Linked DNA regions of Mus musculus: region 2 is linked to region 1. A link is a contact called in public promoter capture Hi-C data. All regions are on one chromosome and are shown on one strand. The core of a region is the stretch at or near the end of the contact, and the rest is flanking DNA. Distances in the headings are between cores, read along the strand shown. Region 1 holds the start of Glis2 (GLIS family zinc finger 2). Region 2 holds the start of Eif4g1 (eukaryotic translation initiation factor 4, gamma 1).

Region 1 (3,695 bases), core at 168-2,667:
TGTATTAAAAGATCATAAGAATCTAATATGTGTCTTCGTTCAAACCGAAGCACCCATCATGACTACATAATCAGTTAAGAGCACTGACTACGTATCCATTTGATCACCACATCAGGAGCACCAATTATGTGCCTACCTTCGCACCAGACCAGGAGCGTGTGCCAAGAGCAGTGCCTGGGAATGGGGATGCCCCATGATCAAGATTCATGTCTTGATGTGGCTCTGGCGCAGACCGAGGCATCAAATGCCCGAATAACAGATTTCCAACCCGGAGTCAGTACTTCACCTACTGGTGATGCTGACTTTGAAGTGCCTTTTCGTTTCCTGAGTTCAAGTCCAACTTCGGATCAGGAGGGCTGTCTTTTTGAACTGAGATTTGTCACCAGACAGGTAAAAAGATATTAGGCGTGGACTCAAGACTCGCCCAAAGAAAACACTAAAGAACGCCAAGTCTGAGCTTCCCAGGAAAAGGTGGGAAACAGCTTGGCTGCGGTGTGCAAGCGTTACTGACTTACATCCACTTTTCAGTGACCAACTCATTGAACTTACTGACGCCAAGTGCGATGACCCCGGCGGCGCTCAGATTAGGGGACCCAGGTTGTCCAGGCGGATGTCACCAAGATAACGGAATCCTGGATTGGTTGTGCCAGGCCTTGTGCTTATTTCACCAGGAGGGCAACTGAGGCTGAAGACAAGGCAAAGCTGGAAGAGAGAAGCGTGGCCTCGAACCTGTCGGAATTGAAAGGCCTTTGCCTGCGCGGTCCTGGATCTGGACTGGGCGGGGAAATCAGGGCCTTCCAAGAGGCATTTCTATCACCTCCGCGGCAGCCAAGGGCCGCGGGGGCCCTGGCCAAGGTGACCCCGCAGGGGGAGGCGAGGGTCCCCGCCCCTCGCCCGCTGCGGCCGCCTCCATCTTCCCGGTCCTTGGGGCTTTTCCTCCTGGCCGGTTCGCCCGCCCCTCTCCCAGGCTTCCCCCAGGGGCGGGATATCTCGCCCTGCCCCCCGCCCCCCAGGCCTTGTCCTAGCGCTGCCCTCGGGCTGGGGGCGGGACCGCGGCAGGCGGGGATGGGGGGGGGGGGAGTCGAGGAGGACGCGCGTCTCTGCCGTGGCGGGGCTCCCTCCTTCGCTCCCCCTTCCCTCCGGTGCCCGCTCCTGCGGCCGTCCGCTCTCCTCCCCTCCCCGGGCCCAGCCTCCCCCCACCCCCACCCTCCACCCCCCGCGCACGCTCCGTCTGGCAGCTGGCGCTCCGGGCCTGGGGCCGCAGTAGTGAGAGGGGTTTGTAGGGAGGGCGGGAGCGAGCGAGCGAGCCGCGAGGGAGGGAGGGAGGGAGGCCGCCCCCCGCGCCCCTCCTCTTCGCCCTCCTCCAAGGCCGCCAGTCCCTCCTCCCACCCCCTCCCTCCTCTCCTCTCCTCCCTCCCTTGCAAAGACATCCCCGCACAGCCCGGCCGCCGCGGCCACCTTCCCTGCCCCGAGCTGCAGATGTGGCGGAGCGGCCGGGTGCCGCGCGGCGCCAGGGGAGCCCGTGCCCCGTAAGCCTCGCGCCCCGGCCCCCGCCCGCCCCGGCCCTCCCCCTCGCCCGCTCCCCGCTGCCCCAGGACCGCCGGAACCCGCAGCCGGAGCCAGTCAGCCCGGCAGCCGAGGTAGGAAGCCCCCGGGCGTCGCGCCGGGAGGACGCGGGCTGGGCCAGGGACTTGCCTGGTGCGCGGGGCAGCGTAACCAGAGGGTCGCCTCCCCCTCCCGCGTCCGCGCCTTGCTCCGGGCCATTGTGAGCCCTCGCTGAGGCCCCTGCGCTCGTTGGTTTTGCGCTCTCCCTTTCTCGCCGGCTCCCTGGCTGGGTCCTTCGATTTCACCGTCTTTTTTCTCTTTCCTTCCCTCCTTCTGTTTGGGGGCCGAGCTGAACTGTGGCCCGGCCCGGGGCGGGCGCAAACTTCACTGGGGAAGTTGGGCGTCTTCAGTAGGGGTGCTCTGCGAGGTGAGAGGGGGCCACCCGAAGCCTGGGCATGAAGTTGTATGGGGCATCTGGCAGCCACCTTTGCTCACCGGTGAGCTCGGGTTATTTGGAAGGTACCCTCCCTTTCTGGGTAAAGTCCTGCTCTCACTACCCTTAACAAGCCTTGGGGGAGGCAGAGAGGGGGGCGTCCCTTGATTCAGCACTAGGAGTTGGAATATTGTGTAGCCTTTGGTCCACTCCTGAAGGGTGGATGGAAGCAGGTGAGGGACCTGGCTGGATGGAGAGGGTGAGTGATTGCATCCTCAGGATGGGTCTGGAAAAGAGGTGACGAGGCAGGTGCATCCCCCTCCTACCAGGATGATGCTTGCACCTCCCCGCAGGCCCCCTAGGATGGGGCTGGAATCCAGGCTGGCACCTGGACGCCTTGGCACACTGCCCTACCCAGTGGGATACTCAGGCCACAGCAGGGCAGCATGCTGCCTGTCTGCCTACCCAGGAGGGCCCGCCCAGCCCAGCCAGAGGGTGGCGGGGAAGCACTGGTTGCAGGGAGTTGCCCAGCCCTGCCCTGGGGCCTGGGAAGCTGGAAGGGATGCTGGGAGGAGCCCTGGGCCCCCAGCCATCAGGGCCCAAGATCTTGGCTCTAGAGGGAATGCTTGACACCAAGGGGGCAGTCAGGCTAGCCAGTGGCCCTACCAAGACTTGAGCTCCCATGGGTCTGGCCAGGGCTAGGGCCTGCGTCTTGGGCTTCGGTGGCAGGCACCCTGCACGGCTGTCTCCCTGTTGTCCTGGCACCCAGGAAGGAAGGTGGGGTTGAGCCATGGCTAGGGAGACAACTGCTATCTTAGCTAGCTTTCTGAAGCCCCTAGGCTCAGGGAATGTAAAACTGTCCCCTTCAGTGTGCCCAGCTCTCCCCAGGCCCTGCTCTGGTGGCACAGTACCACAGCTGTCCCAGCCCCAGCCCACACATCCCTCTCTAGTGACCTCAGAGCCCTCTCTCTCTTTTCTTCCCTCTGGGCTCAGGCTGGGCCTCTCAGCTGGCCCTGGCTTGCACTGGGGGAGGGGTCTCCTAAGACACCCTTTGCTGAACTGCCGTCTAGCTCATTTCAGGATCCAGTCCCAGTGTAATATGTCCCTGTCTGCCATCAGTCAAGCAGGAGGCAGTGCCAGGCTGTGGTTTTGTGGGGTGGGGAACCCTTGGAAGTAGCCCTGTGTCTTTAGCCTTTCCCCCCTCCCCCTTCTTTCCGGAGCTACCATTAGTGCTGACCCCCTGACCCCCTATGCCTGCCTGTCCTTCCCTGTCTGTGACCCCTGACCTTTGGTGTTAAATCCCTCCAGCTGGGTCTCTCCAGCCTCAGAGTGACCCTAGCCCAGGCCCCCTGGGGCAATCTGGCTCTTGGCTCTCTATGCGGGGACACCTGCCAGCCCTCCCTCCTAGATTGGGGGTGGGTGGGAAGCCAGACAATGAGTCACCCCACTTCCAGGCACTGCTGCTTTGGGGGTCACTGGCCGTTAAGGGACTTGCTGGATCCAGGACACAATTTGTGTGTAGGGCATATGGGGGAAAGCTCTTGGCCAAGAAACCCTTTTTTTGTGTCTTGGGTTCAAATCTTGGCACAACCATCAGCATTTGAGTGTTGCTTGGCCTGACTCTTCCCCTGTCCAGGCCTCAGTTTCCTCATCTGTAAAACTTAGGGTCAGGCAAGGTGAGATAGCTGAGTCCTAAGATGAGGCTGGCCTGTGGGTG
Region 2 (3,510 bases), core at 152-2,651, about 16 Mb after region 1:
ATTTGCCCACCCTGTAGCCTTGCTTTCTTGGTAGCACAGTGATGAAGTTTACATTATTGCCCCCCTCACTTAGGTCACCAATTCTGTGATATAATGCATGCTAGGAGGTAGCATGTGAGAGGGAGAAAGGCCAGTGGGAAAGGCTCTGCTACCTAACTAAATGCTCAAATGCTCAGTTCAATAGAGTACAACTCTTTTTTTTTTTTTTTGGTTTTTCCAGACAGGGTTTTTCTGTAGCCCTGGCTCTCCTGGAACTCACTCTGTAGACCAGGCTAGCCTCAAACTCAGAAATCCACCTGCCTCTACCTCCCAAGTGATGGGATTAAAGGCGTGCACCACCACAGCCTGGCTATTTTTTTTGTTTTTCGAGACAGGGTTTCTCTGTGTAACCCTAGCTGTCCTGAATTAGCTCTCTACACTAGTCTAGCCCTTAATTCACAGAGATTCTCCTGCCTATGCCCCTGGAGTACTAGGATTAAAGGTGTGGACTACCACCACCCAGTTCAAATTTTCCTATTTTTAAAATTTAAATATTTACGTGTATGAATGTTTTGTTTTCATATGTCTGTGCACTACATGCATATGTGGTGCCTTTAGAGGGCAAAAGAGGGCAGAATTCTAACGAATCAGAGTTACACACAGACATGAACTGCCTTATGGGTTATGGGAAGTAAACCCAGATCCTCTTGAAGAGCAGGCAATAAAGAGCAACCAGTGCGCCAACCATTGAACCATCTCAGAAATCTTCAAGATGTGGTCTCTCTGTAACTCTGGCCGTCCTGGAGCTTGCTTTGTAGATCAGGCTGGCCTTGAACTCAGAGATCTACCTGCCTATCTTTCTGGAATGCTGAGATTAAAGGCGTGGCTCGCCACTGCCTGGTGACATTTCCCTACTTTAAAGCTTATGGTAACTGATTCCCTGCCTTAGCCAGTCAGCACACGTACAGCTTTGGGATTCCTTTTTCCATTATTCCAAAGTTTTCATGTTGACTTTTGCGTTTCCCTAGGAGCAACTGATTTTTTTAAAAAAACAAAAGTAAAATTGCTTCTTTAGATTGCGGCAGTTTCTTTGGTGCAATATTGAATTTCCTTTGTTAATAGGTCTATCAAAGATCAAATCTATAGCATTTTCAGAGGCTGCATAATTTGCACACTACACTTACTAGGGCAGGACTGCTTTTTAGATTCCGCACTCTGAGCTCCAGGCCGGCACTTCACTTAGCACTCACGCGCTCAATAAATGCTTGCGCAAAGTATGAATGAACTAAAGAACCGCCAGAGCCTCAGAGGGGGTCGGCCTGGGAGTTCCAAAGTTCGGGAGGGGACACGGGGGCGGGCAGTGGGTGTCACGTGATGGGGCGGAGCAAATCCCATGTGCTTCCCCGGCGCCAGCGCAGCTCCGCCCTCTGCGCCGGTCACGTGGGGCGCTGGCTGCGCCTGCGGAGAAGCGGTGGCCGCCGAGCGGGATCTGTGCGGGGAGCCGGAAATGGTTGTGGACTACGTCTGTGCGGCTGCGTGGGGCTCGGCCGCGCGGACTGAAGGAGACTGAAGGTAAAGCCGCCATGTCCGGGCCCGACCCGGCCCCCCACCCCTCCCCCCGCATCCGCCGCCATCCGGGCCGGGGCCCGCCACCCTGCGCCGACGCCCCGGCGCCCCGGCTCCGAGCCTGCGCCCAGGCCCTACTCGCCAGGCCGATCCCCGGCCCACGTGTGCCGGGCCGGGCCCGGGTGGGGGTGGGGAGCAGGGCCCGGGCGGGGAGGGCGCTGGGGTGGCGGCGAGACAGTCACCTCCGCCCGGCCTGGGCCGCGGCCCGGCGCAGGCTGTGCGGCGCAAACCCGCCACCCCCTCCCCCTGCGGGGCCCGGGCGGCCGCCGGGAAGTGACACGTTGTTCTTTGGCACTGGCCGCGTTGCGCAGAGCTGGGAGGCGGCGGCGGCGGGCAGGGAGGAGCCCCCAGCCCCGCCCGGCGGCCGACCCTCGCCTGCCCCGAGCCGGCTTTCGCGGCGGTCGCCGCCCGCCCTGCTGGTGCGGCCGGACTCGCGCCCTTCCTGGCTTGTGTTCCCGGGCGGCCTCAGGCCTCTCCGGCCCCGCGCGAGTGCCCCGCGGCAGGCTTCGAACCCGGTGTCCCCGGGTGGGGGGTGGGGATATCACGGCCGGAGCAGCCGGCTTCATTTGTGATCCGGGAGCCTGGTGCCAGCAAGACCTGGAATTTCCGGTCTGGTTGGTCTTGGGCCCCGTGGAGCCAGGTTGATACCCCTCACCTCCCAACCCCAGGCCTTCGGATGCCCAGAACCTGTAGGCCGCACTGTGGACTTATTCTTAACCGAGGGGGTGAGTGAGGGGGCTGTTTGAGCAGGCAAGGGTGGGGTCAGGGTGTTGCAGTGTGCTGGTGGGGTCCTCAGGCTGTATGTTTTCTGTTTCTGCATTCACTTGGCACCTCCCTTAATCCGTGTTGGCCCTAGCTCTTGATACAACCTTTCCCCCAGCCCGTTTGCCATAAGCTTGGGTCCTTTCCTCGTTCCGAGCTCTGCTCTTTCCAACAGGTGCTGGGGGGACCCTAATGTGGCACCAAATGAAATGAACAAAGCTCCCCAGCCCACAGGCCCCCCACCCGCCAGGTCCCCTGGACTCCCACAGGTAATCAAGGCTAAATGATCAGGACTCCGGCGGGGTGGAGGTCACGCAGCTCCCAGTTTTCCCACCCCCATCTGTGTCAGGGCAAAGTGCAGCTGCCTGCTGCCAAATTGAGATAGGGCCCCTGGCTGTCCCTGGGGCTGTCACAGGGAGGGAACATGTGGACTGCTGAGGCTGTTACTACAGGTCTGCTCCCCATACTTCACCAGCTTGGGTTTAAGCCCCACCCAGGCTTCCCCTCTTGCTGAACTCTGGTCTCTCCCCTTCAGCCAGCGTTTCCCCCGGGGCAGACTGCACCGGTGGTGTTTAGCACGCCTCAAGCGACACAAATGAACACGCCTTCTCAGCCCCGCCAGGTGAGGGACTGTGGCTTGAGTAGGCTTGGGTGGGAACTGGGAAAATGAGCTGCTGGTTTGGGGCTAGTATGGGAACTATGGACACTGTATACTTGCCCCTCCATTCCTTGACAGTTGCTCTGAGTTCTTACGTGCTGTTAGTTACTTAGGGTGGCTGACCCTCTGTGAAGTTCGTAGAGTGTGAGAGTGGTGTTACTGGGGTCTTTGAGCCTTTGGAAATTGGAGGCTGTCCTGTGGGCCCTGCTGCCAGCTCTTTACTACTATACTAGGAGGTTGGCATTACCCTGTTCCTCTTCTCCCGTTCTCTTTGAACTGTAATGAGATAAACATTCCAGCTGTGGTTTTATTTTTTTGTGTTCTCCAAGTTCTCCCCAAGTGGAAGGGTCTTTTTCCTACCCACTTCACTCCCCCTAACCCCACTCCATCACCTTGGGGATAATTGTCGTCTTTCCTGTCCCCATGTGCTCTCAGGGAGGATTCAGGTCTCTGCAGGTAATACCCCTTTTCTAATCCCAAGCCAC

What was found. Promoter capture Hi-C pulls out the DNA fragments that hold promoters and counts their contacts.
Region 2: a contact with region 1 is called in a promoter capture Hi-C map of cranial neural crest. The contact joins the promoter of Eif4g1 here to the promoter of Glis2 in region 1.

What each region holds. Positions count from the first base shown.
Region 1 is chr16:4,593,296-4,596,990 of GRCm38.p6, forward strand. Glis2 (GLIS family zinc finger 2) reads left to right here and starts at 1,418. Exons shown (of 7, transcript NM_031184.3): 1 at 1,418-1,640. D330022H12Rik (a long non-coding RNA gene) reads right to left here and starts at 960. Exons shown (of 2, transcript XR_875867.3): 1 at 137-960.
Region 2 is chr16:20,671,326-20,674,835 of GRCm38.p6, forward strand. Eif4g1 (eukaryotic translation initiation factor 4, gamma 1) reads left to right here and starts at 1,402. Exons shown (of 33, transcript NM_145941.3): 1 at 1,402-1,551; 2 at 2,543-2,636; 3 at 2,903-2,989; 4 at 3,461-3,481. The coding sequence starts at 2,577.